2 separate regions of the Mus musculus genome follow, and region 2 is linked to region 1. The links are chromatin contacts, called in public promoter capture Hi-C maps. All regions are on one chromosome and are shown on one strand. The core of a region is the stretch at or near the end of the contact, and the rest is flanking DNA. Distances in the headings are between cores, read along the strand shown. Region 1 overlaps Pllp (plasma membrane proteolipid). Region 2 has its middle 19 kb from the start of Ccdc102a.

Region 1 (5,726 bases), core at 1,162-3,661:
GGGACTTGGGGATGGAAGCTTGAGCAGCAGCCCCTTGGGTTAATCAGAGCCACTTGTTCTGGCAGCCACACCCCTTATGCCCACCCACCCATACCACACATCTGGCATTATGTTCTAAGGGTCAGGGGCAAGAACTACACAGGCCAGACATGTCAGATGGTGCCAGGCACAGCACTCTGGAGTGACAGTGGGGTAACTTTATATACATAAGGGACCTAGTGTCCACAAGTAACATTCAGGGCTAGGGATGTGGCTCAGGTAAAGCTGTTGCCCAGCCTCCCAAGGACCTGTGGTTCCAGGCCCAGAACTGAAAACAAAAACAACCAGTAATAATACTCCAGGCTCCCAGGAGTTTTCTGAATCAGTTTTGTACCCTGTATGTGGCGTGTGCTTTCAGAGGCTTGAGTCTCCGTTCCCAAGATGGAGTTCACTAATTTTAAACCACTCTCACCAGGAAGATGGAAGACACCACGCATTGGCTGTCCTGTCCTGGACATGACCACAACTCCAGTTTCCTTCTCTAAAAAAGAACCCATAGTCTCTGCCTTTAGACGTGAACTGGGTAGTGTGAATGGCCGTCTGACACAGTCCAAGTTTGGAATTTTTATAAGAGAATACTAGTAAAAAAAGAAATGTAGACGGAATGTCTAGTGATGACAGCCAGCCTGAGGTGACAATGTGACAGTGTCCACAGTGGATCCCATGCATTCAGGTCCCCTTGAGTTCTGCTGTTCACTAAGGAAGGAGGCCCACTGAGCATCCAGCCAGTGACAACTCAGACAGGAGCCTGTGAGTTCACAAAGGCCTGGGCTGGATACCCTGCAGAAGGCTGGAGCCTGGGACATACTTACAGAGGCAGCTGAGCGCTGGTTATATGGCCGGGAGCCCCTCAGGGATGTCAGATCGACCGCCGCTGCACAGGCGATAAAGGCAGTAATGTAGAGAACCGTGGCAGCGACAAAAAAGATCAGTAACTGTAGGGGGAAGGGCGAGAGGCATAAGCATCCACAAAGAACATCACCACCTTGAAGCCCTGACGGGAAGGCCTGAAGTGTTGGGACGGTGCCACCACAACGAGCCACTTGCCTCTAACCAGCTAAAGAAATGCCATCTCTTGTGTGGCACACGCCATGCCCATGTTCTTCCTATGACCACATCAGCACTTGGCCATGTGCCTGGCCCTCACATCCCTCTGCCCACCAGTGGGAGAAATCTATGACTCCCTTATACTATCCTAAACTCAAGGGCAAATAACAGGGCCAGGGTCCTAGGGAATCTCTACAAAGCACCAAGAAGACTGGATGTGAGCCTTCAGCTGGCAGCGGGGCCTGTTCCATACCCCCAGTGGATGCCTCTTGTCCTCAAACCGGTCTCCAGCCATTTATTGTGCTATACATTTTTAATTGCCAACATTTAAAATTAGATTTCATGTGAAAACTTGAAAATTTCATATTAAACATGTTCAAGATTTCTGGACATAGTGGTACACACCTGTAATCCCAGCATCTCAAGAGGCAGAGGCCAACTTGGTGCATATAGTGAGATGCTATATCAAAATATCAATTAAGATAAGTAGTTGTAGCTCACACCTTTGATCGCAGCACACAGGAGGTAGAGGCAGGCCGATCTCTGAGTTTAAGGCCAGCCTAGACTAGTGAGTTCCAGGTCAGCCAGGGCTACTGAGAAAACCTAGCTCAAAATAAAACAAAACAAAACACCCTCAAAGCTGGGCAGAGTAGCTTACAGGAGCCAGCATGTCAGACACAAAGACAGGAAGACCATGGATTCCAGGTCAGTCGGGCCTACACATCAAAACTGTATCAAAAAAACAAAGCAAACAGCTACCTCAGGGCTGGGCATGTATCTCAGTGTAAAGCTCTGCATTCATGAGGTCCTGGATTTGATCCCTAGCGCCATCAGTACAACAAACAAAATACCTCAAGGCTTGGCACCAGTGGGCCACATCCTCTCAAGGTTGAAGCCGGGCAGAGGCAGCTTCTCAGGGCCAGGTACTTGTTAGGTTTCTAGAACCTTCCTGGCCCAGTTCACTAGTCCATCTTACCTGACCCTTTATATTAAACATGTCCCCAGAGTTGAGAAGGGTCATCACCCAGTTCCTCTCCCAGCTCAGCCCAGCAGCACCAGACACAGCCCCCAGCTGACCTCCTTCACTGGCGCTGTGCTGTGCTGCCAGCCTTGCCTCAGAGACAGAGGTCTCCAGCCTTGTGGAATTCTTCTTTAGGGGCTTGGGATATTCAGAAGGGGGCTAGACCTTTAGCCAGGAGTCCAGCCACCGCCACCTCAATCCCAAATCTTGTCCCCAAGTACAGTGACCACTGCACACCCTGCCCGGCTCTGGCTAGCGAGACCAGGATCTAACAAACCCATTCTGTCTCGGCATGACTCACGTTTCCTCTCGCTAAACAAGCATTGAATTGTAAACAATCGCTGCCTAGTTCCAGCCTCGCCTGCCTTACAATCATGCGCCTCTGTGCTCACTAAAAGGCTCAGACCCAGCTGCATGGGTTTTCTGGGTTCCAGAAAAAAAAAAAAAAAAACCCAGCCAGAGGAGCCTGGCCTGAGACAAACCTGGGGCACCCATTCTCTCCAGAGAGCCAGGGCCTGGAGAGAATGGAGGCAGCTGGCACTGACAAACCCAGACCTCCGAGCTCAAAATTCTGATCCCCCTCAAGAAAGAACAATATCCCAAGATTCCCAAGGATATCTGCAGAGTCAGTCAATAGCCTCTCGATGCTGGTCTCTTCCAAGCACCAAGTCAAACACTCCACTTCCGTCATTAACATACCTTCCCACCCCAGCTCCTCATGTAGCTAAGAGGCAGGAGGATGGCATCACACCCACCCACCTGCCCTCCATTTCACATTTATGGAAGGTCAAGAGGTCCCGTCCTAGCCATTCACAGACGAGAGGACTCAGCCTGGAGCCGCACAGTCCCTGCCCCAAACTCACCACCAACGGCCAGGGCACCATGTACAACTTCATGTGCAGTTGAAACAGGTAGATGATGAAGAAGACGATTGTCACCAGCCAGAGGAAGACAGCGACAAACATGACCCAGCCATAGGCAGGATACAGATGGTATGGGGTGTCAGCAATCAGGGCCCACACCAGCAGCCCCAGTGCCTGTGGAAAAATAAGGGGGAGTTTCTCAGAGCTGAACAGCTCCAGCCGGAGGCTCGGGCCTTGGCCCCCTTTCTTGTTAACTCAAAAAGTTTAGGCTGGCAAGATGGCTAAGAGGGTAAAATGTTTGTCACAAGCCTGACAACCGGAATTCAATTCTGGAACTCAGGTGTAAGGAGAAAAGTGACGACCAGCGGTTGTCCTCCAGCCTTTCTGTGTTCACTGTGGCATGGAACATGGTCACACGCACGTACAATTAAAAACAGCTTCTTCAAAGAAATCTTGACTCCTGTTGTTTACATCTGTGCTGGGCATCTTGTCTGGCCACTCTTCCCCCTTTCAATTCCCATCATGCTGTGTGACAAAAGGCTCTTCCCCGGTGTGACGGTTTGTATATGCTGGGCCCAAGGAGTGACAGGATTAGAAGGTATGGCCCTGCTGGGTAGGGTGTCATTGTGGGTGTAGGTTATAAGTCTCACATTCTAGCTGCCTTGAAGTCAGTCATCTGCTAGCAGCCTTCAGATGAAGATGAACTCTCCGCTCCTCCTGCACCATGCCTGACTGGATTCGCCTCCGTTCTTGCCTTGACGATACTGGACTGAACCTTTGAACCTGTATGTCAGCCCCAATTAAATGTTGTCCTTTATAAGACTTGCCTTGGTCATGGTGTCTGTTCACAGCAATAAAACCCTAACTGAGACACCCAGGTCCCCAGATAGTACCACCCAAGGTAGGAACGGTATCTCTCTCATAGAGTATATGCTCCTCATACCAGAACTGCCCACAGCATTCCAGGGGCTTGACTTTGCCACAGGTGCAGAAAAAAAAAAAATGCTAGAAGCCAGTCAGGGAGGCTAATACTTGTAATCCCAACACTGGAGGAAAAAAGAGACTTACGAATGAGTTCAAGGCAAACATGAGTCATAGGCCAGTCTTGCCCACATGAGCCCCTGTTTCAAAACAAAACTCTGTCTCAAAAAAAGGGGTGGGGGGAGTAGTGGAGAGATGGCTCAGTGGTTAAGACTGGCTGCTCTTCCAGAGACCCTGAGTTCAATTCCCAGCAACCACATGGTGGCTCACAACCATCTGTAATGGGGATCTGGTGCCCTCTTCTGGTGCGTCTGAAGATAGCAACAGTGTACTCATATGTAAAATAAGTAAATCCTTAATAGATAAATAAATAGATAGATAGACAGAAAGGGGAGCGTTTCAAGATGGCTCAGCAGGTAACAGGACTTATTGCCTAAGCTGGAAAGCCTGACAACTTGAGGCGGCCCCTCCCTCCAGAACCCAGAGTGGAAGAGAAGAGCCAGTGGGATGGTAAGCCACGCCAGGAAGCTTGGTGGGTAGAGTAGCCAGGTACCCCCACATCCCCGACTGAGTGTGTAGAACCTAAAAGCATGGGCTTTGTTTAAAACCCGTTCCTCTTCCACCTGCACAACTGCGCAGTGCTTCCTTACCTCATTCGTAACAGTGCAGGGACCACACCCACCTGAGACAGCTACTCAAAGCTCAGTTTTATACTTGAGAGTGACGGTCAGCCTTATGTAAATTTCTCCCCCCTCGAGTCCTGCCACAAAGCACCAAACTCAGATGGTTCTACCCATAGACTTCTTGTAGGAGCATAGCCCAAAGACCCTGGGGAAGACCCAGGGATAGTACAACCCCGTGACTGTCCTGGGCCTCCCCAGCCTCTTCTTTGCTGGCCAAGGATCTCTGTCTAGGTTGGGGGATACCCACTCTCCTCTCATCTGGAACTCTACCAGCCACCATGGGTGTAGAAGTCTACTGTGGCTCTGGAGAAAGCCTCCATTGCTAGAACCAGAAGGACTGTTCCACCCTCTGCCTGCATAGCATGGAAGCCGGTAGCCCCAGTCCAAGGGTGAGACCACTTTCAGTCAGATCTTAGGAGCTGAGCTGGCCTCGGGATACTGATCTTTGGAAACAAGTCCCCATCTCCTGGCCTACCCACTCTGCTCACAGGACATTGGCAAGTTCCCTGGGATCTAAAGAGAAATCCTCACCAGAGGGCTCATGACCCAGAGCTGGGGCTCCTCCAGCCCCCTTCTCTCAAACCACCCCACTACAAGGAAGTTTCTTTGTTTTGGAATACACACTTGCAGTGTAAGGACAGGGACCCTGTAGCTGAGCAGGCCTAGGAGCCCAGCAATGCCCTGGCCAAAGCAGGCTCTCTCTGTATCTGCACTCCCCAGCTAAGGTGAGCCCCAGACACCCATGTCACATAGCACCCCTCCATCTGCTCTTGCCTCTGACCCTCACAAGCATGCCCAGGGTTTGTCTCCATGCCCACTTTACAGTGACAAAGATGGGGCTGTGTAGCAGGGCCTTCCTAGACTGTGGTCACATGCCAAACTGGGAGCAAACCCTCATTTCATTACAACTCAGTGGCCAGGGAGAGGTGGCTCAGTAGGTGAAGACCTTGCCACAAAGTCTGATGACCTGAGTTAGATCTCTAGAACCTACGTGGCAGGAGGGGACTCCTGAAAATTGTCCTCCAACCTCCATATGAGCACTCTGGCATGCCCATGCCTATACATGCACAACACACACACACACACTTTCCC
Region 2 (5,800 bases), core at 1,807-4,306, 220 kb after region 1:
GGGTTTGGGGTGTTGCAGGTCGCCGAAAGGAGGCTGAGGCTGGAGCGATGAGGGGTTGGGGTGGAGCAGGAAACCTGGAAAGGGAGATCATGAACCTCTTGGCTCTGCAGGTCCAAGAAGGGGTGTGTGGTACCCTCAAGTGCCCCATGAGCCTCTGGGACAGTGATGTGCACACACCTGCTTTGAAACCCCAGTTTGAGTTGTGCCAGGAGGTTGCTAAAGGCATTGACTTGAGTTCTTCACCTGCAAGGTTGAAGAACAACTTGATCGTCCCCTTGGGCAGTCAGAGGTGTGGCAGATGACCGAGACAGATGGCCCCACCCAGCACCTCCTCTCTTCTACCCATCTTCTCTTGGCAGCCTCTTCAGTTTACCCCTCAGGGGCTTTGGGATCAGATAAGCTCTGTGTGATGACGGGTTCCCACCAACCAAGTTCCCAAGAAGATAGCTACACCCCCAAACTCCAGCACTCCAACCTCAAAGGGGGCCACAGATAGTCAAAGCTGATTGCTCCCGTCCTTCCTCATGGAGCTAACCTCCAGACACCTAAGTAACCATCAGGTTGGGGGTCTGAGATTGCACTGAGAGGGAGAGACTGGGTGGGGCTGGGTGGGGTGGGGCTGTTTTTGCTCCTGGTCAGGACTCCAACCCCAATATGGACACTTGCATGTTCCCTTTCTGGACAACTGACTTTCCACACAAATGGGACAAAGGTTGAGAGGAGACACACTGCTGAAGGCTTGGCACATGTGTCTTCTCTTTTCCCATAGGCTATCGCCAATGTGGAAACCGAGGCTCAGAGACTTGATGCTTCTTGCTTAGTTAGTAGTGTAGGCACTCCTCATCTACTTGATTGCTATCTTCCTAGTTTATTCCCCACCACCCCTAACGTGTGTGTGTGTGTGTGTGTGTGTGTGTGTGTGTGTGTGTGTGTACATGAACATGTGTAGTACAAGGTCATGTACATGGAGACTGAAGATCAACATCAGGTGTCATCTTCAATCACCCTTCATCTTTTTTGTTTGTTTTTGTTTGAAACAGGGTTTCTCTGTGTAGCTCTGGCTGTCCTGGAACTTGCTTTATAGAACAAGCTGGCCTAGAACTCGGAGATCCGCCTGCCTCTGCCTCCTGAATGCTGGGATCAAAGGTGTACACTTCCCCTACCAGGCTCCATCTTGTTTTTTGAGACAGGGTCTCTCACTGAATTAAGAACTCACTTGTTTAACTACTCTGGCTGGCCAGTAAGTCATTAGATCCTTCTGCTACCCAAAGCTAGAAGTGCAGTCATACCTGTTGGTTTTGGGTTGTTGTTTATTTAGTGTGTGTGTGTGTGTGTGTGTGTGTGTGTGTGTGTATTTTGTTTGTTTAAATACAACGTCTGATTATGTAGCTCAGGCTGGTCTTGAATTTTCAGCGTGAGCTCTGGAGTACAGGAATTACAGCCTGGAACCCCCATACCTAGCTTGCCCGCTATCCCTTTCTGGCTGCTTTTATGTCAACTTGACACAAGCTAGAGTCATCAGAGAGGAAGGAGCCTCAGTTGAGGAAATGCCTCCATAAGATCCAACTAAAAGGCATTTTCTTAATTAGTGACCAATGTCGGAGGGCCCAGTCCATTGTGGGTTGGGACATCCCAGGGCTGGTGGTCCTGGGTTCTATAAGAAAGCAAGCTGAACAAGCCATGGGAAGCAAGCCAGTAAGCATCACTCCTCCATGGCCTCTGCATCATCTTCTGCCTCCAAGTTCTTGCCCTGCTTGAGTTCCTATCCTGACTTCCTTCAGTGATGTGGAAGTGGAAGCCAAATCGACTCTTTCCTTCCCAACTTGCTTTGGTCATGGTGTTTCGTTCAGCACAGCCGTACAGGTGTGAACCCCCATCCCTAGCTCCCCCTGACTAAGACAGTCTCTCCCTTCTTTGTGGTGCTGAGGGTGGAACCCAGGGCCTTGCACAAGCCAAGCAAGTGCTCTACCACTGAGCTCAACCCCTTGAGTTAATTGAATGTAGGAGGAGAAACCAAGGATCAGGAGCTATTGGAAGGATCTGTGATTCTCAGGATGGAGCCACAGGGTTAGGGATAACCATGCTAGACCTCAGCTTCTAGATGATGAAGTTCCTAACTCAAAGTTTCTAAGTGAGAGGGTGGAGTCAGGCTTGGGATGAGAAAGGACTCTGCAGCATACCCAAAGCCTGGTTGGTGGCTGTGGTGGCATCCTTAGCTCAGTCCCCCTCCCCTCCTCACCCTTGCCACCCTTCAGGAAGAAGTTAACCAACAACAACTACTCAGAATCAGGCCTCAGAATCTCCTGGATCCTAGTCCTGACCTGTCACTCACTGGCTGGCCCCTCCCCTCACGGTCTCAGTTTTCCCATCGTACCCTCCTTCCAGGCGCTTGTGAAGGTTAAGATTCAACAGCACAGGTGGGAAGGAGCGTGATTGCAAAGCCTCCCTCTCCTCTGCTGGGGCTGACCCAGGAGTCCTGCAGTCAGGACCCCCTCGGAGATTGAAGTCCAGTCCAGCTAAGGATAGATAGTTCCCAAGCCCTTGTGGTTCAGTCTGGAATCCAGCATCCAGGCTGACCTGCGTCAAGGTTACTCTGGCTACAAGGCTAATTCAGAGATGGTCTTTGGGAAGTCAGCAGGGGAGGGAGAAAGAGGGACGCCTAGCAGGAGGGCTGTCTAGACTAAGTGTCAGGGTACTAAGAACACTTAGAAGCCGTGCTCAAGGTGAGAGCTGGTTCCCGGGTGTGTGGATGCAGCGGTGGACAGCCATGGCTAATTAATTCTTGGGTGGGGAGGGAGCCCTGTCCCTGTGAACCAGCAGCTCTGTTTACACCACGGAGATCACCAAGTGCAGCGGTGGTTCTGGACTGGAGGAGGGCTGGAAGGCCTTTCCAGGGAGCCCCTGCTCCCTTGAGAGGCACCTCCCTGGGGCCAGGGAGGCAGCTGGCATCTCACAACCCTGCAATTAGTAGATAAGGTCGCAGTCTTCTGCTGATGGTGGCGGGGAGAGCGGTGGGAGCGGCCGGCTGAGCTGCAGCTGGCTCCTGGGCGCTACCTCTACCTCTGCCTCCAGGCTCCACCCCGTGCTTCAGAACGATTGGCTGGAATGGCTGTCTGTCAGCCTCCCAGGTAGGCTAGGCACTAGGCTCTTGGATGGCTGTGCAGAACAGTGGAGGAAGGCGGAAAGAACGAGGGCAGTGGTCTCATAAGAGGTAGGCTTGGCCAGCCCATGGGTGTGTTCCCCTTTGTACAGAGAAACTGCGAGAAGACACATAGCCAGTGGAAGTATGGGATGGGCCATACATATGTCATGCAAATCTGGGGGTATTCCAGTGAGAATGCCTAATAAAGTTTTAGCTGAAGAGCAAGGGCAGACTCTGGGGTTCCACACACAATGCAGATGGATGAACCAGACCTAGGATGCAAGCTCAGCCTGTCTAAGAATGCCAAGGCCTTGGATGAGGGGTGTTGAGGGTCTGGGTAGCTGCTGCACAGAGTCCCTGGGCTGCCTGTTCTCTCCAGCAGATACCGCCCCCCTCCAACAAAACAAAACAAAACAAAAACAAAAACCAAGTAGCCGTGGTGGGCCAGATTCTGGCTTCAGCTTTCTATTACTTAGTCCCCCATTCTCCCCCACCCCACCCCACCTCCACCACTACATTTTTCAAGATAGGGTCTCACTATGTAGCTCTGGCTATCCTGGAATTCGCTGTGTCAAGCAGGCTTGCTTTGAACTCATAGGTCTGCCTCCCTCTAGGAATAAATGCTTGCAACCCTACACTCAGTTTATCCTTCATTTCTTATCCCTATGTCCTTCCTTCCTCCCATCATCCCAGGACACTGTGGTTGGTGGGGTGCGGTGAGGGTACCAGACAAAACCACCATTCGCACTAAGAGAGAAACAGGGAGACTGAGGCTGTGAAGGGCTGTTGGGGGACAGTAATTCTGGGTGGTGTTGGGGATTCAGCCTGGCAAGAACTAGGTAAGACCGCAGGCTCCTTATCCTGATGGGTAGCCTGGGCAGACTCTGCACTGAGACTGCCCAAATCAGGATGAGACCGTGGCTACTCAGCTGTGTGGTTGCGGTTGCTCCCCCTGAGCCCCTGGATTCCAGCATAAATGGGACAGGGATAGTGGTATACCTGTCTCACTGGCTGGTAGAGAAGCCTGGGGAAAGCTGCCTGTAAAACTTTTGGCCGTCACCCTTCCAGCAACCTAAGTGACAAGTGTTCTTGGCATGGCTGCACCTCACACTGGCTGCCTTCTGGCTCCCCCCTTGTAATGTTCAATAGGTACCCTGCCCTCAAATGGCCTCCCTAAGAGATAAGGCTGCAGGAGCTGGTGGGGTCTGAGGCACAGAAACGCCTCTTACCTCCTGAGAGCAGCTGTAGTAGCCACATGGGAGCAGGGGACGGTGTGGTCAAAGGTGCTGACGGCTCAGGAGAGGGAAACCCACATTTGGATGGGCAGACTTCCCATGACTAATATTAGCAGCACATTAAAGATTTTCCTTAAGGCACCATGTGAGCCAAGGCTAATGCTTCGGTGCGCCATGACCCCTGGATGACTTTCACTTTAAGTAGCAGTGACCCATGAAAGGCCGTGAGCAGCGCCCAGCCCCCACCCCCACCACCCCCATCCCACCATTCCCCAAGCCTTGCTCCGGAGGCTTCCCTTTCCCAGACCAGATCCTCTGTGCACCAACACTTCTCCGAGAGCAGCCTGGTGGAGAGATATAGACACCGTGAGGAGGCCCCTGCTCCACACTATCTCTCTGGAGGTGCCAGGGAGTCTGGGGGAGCCAGGCTCTGCTCTGTGTCTGGGAATGGCAGCTGTCAGTGAGGGCCTGGCTTCTAGCTCCTGGGGGGTCAAAGGGCAGCACTCTCAGTCTTTTCTTGGCCTATTTCCTGTTTGAGAGAGGAAGAAGAAACCTCCCTGGCAGGAGAGGGTCCTTTCCTGCTGGGCTGCCTCCTGAGGACTGATTTCCGGCACAGGGTGGGGGTGGGGACGGCCTCTTTTTTTCCTTTCCTCCTTCACCTGCGAGCCCAGGAGGGGCCTGGAGCCTCTGACACCCCACCAACACCATCAGCTAAGCCTGAGGATGAAGCTGGGCTCTGGCTCCCTGCTGGGCCCCTTAGCACCTTAGTCCCCAGGGCTCAAGGCACCTTCCTAACCAGATGACACAGTGTAGCCTCCAGGGACCTTCCTAACCAGATGACACAGAGATAAAGTCTTTATGGCAGCTCTCCATTCCGAACAGTGAACCCTTTCCTGAACTCAGTTTAACTTCTCTTTGTGCATGGCCTGAGCTTCTTTGACAACCCCCCTCCCCGCCCCCCAATACAGGAAGCTACCACCTGCCTGTTGGAGCAATCCTCACATCTCCAGAGCCTATCAGGAGAGCAAGATTCCTGAATTCCCCTTGACTTTAGAAAAACAAAACAAAATTGGGGGTGAGTAGTGGAGGTGGATTCAAGACAGGGTTTTCTGTATAACCCTGGCTGCCCTGTAGAGCAGGCTGGCCCATGAACTCAAGAGATCTGCCTGCCTCTGCCTCCAGAGTACTGGGATTAAAGGCATGCGCCACCACTGCCTGGCTAACTTTAATAAATTTAAGTGTCTGCTGCTGTGTCTCCAGTCGCCCATCTCCTTCAAATTCTATATAAATCTGCTAATTAGGTTTGGGAAATTAGATGTCCAAACTGTAAGTACAGCCTGGCTGTGGTGGGGCATGCCTGTAATCCTGTTACTTGGAGACCGAGGGAGGAGGACTGAGTTCAAGGCCAGTCTGCCATTCAGGT

What was found. Capture Hi-C pulls out chosen DNA fragments and counts their contacts.
Region 2: a promoter capture Hi-C map of pancreatic islet shows a contact between it and region 1. The contact joins two enhancer-like sites. A contact is called at or near these places in 2 of 115 datasets of contacts at active chromatin or transcription factors (bone marrow-derived macrophages and large pre-B cells) and 3 of 9 other capture datasets (adipose tissue, liver and pancreatic islet).

Annotation. Positions count from the first base shown.
Region 1 is chr8:94,676,375-94,682,100 of GRCm38.p6, forward strand. It overlaps Pllp (plasma membrane proteolipid), which reads right to left. Exons shown (of 4, transcript NM_026385.4): 2 at 2,971-3,144; 3 at 852-974. Among named protein-coding and RNA genes, the nearest start is that of Arl2bp, 13 kb to the left of the region's middle. Within about 2 kb of position 2,412, at least 105 of the 459 cell types and tissues checked have an H3K27ac peak or open chromatin away from gene starts, as enhancers often do. A contact at or near this core is called in pancreatic islet, where this site is marked.
Region 2 is chr8:94,896,410-94,902,209 of GRCm38.p6, forward strand. No RefSeq gene overlaps it. Among named protein-coding and RNA genes, the nearest start is that of Ccdc102a, 19 kb to the right of the region's middle. Within about 2 kb of position 3,057, at least 58 of the 459 cell types and tissues checked have an H3K27ac peak or open chromatin away from gene starts, as enhancers often do. A contact at or near this core is called in pancreatic islet, where this site is marked.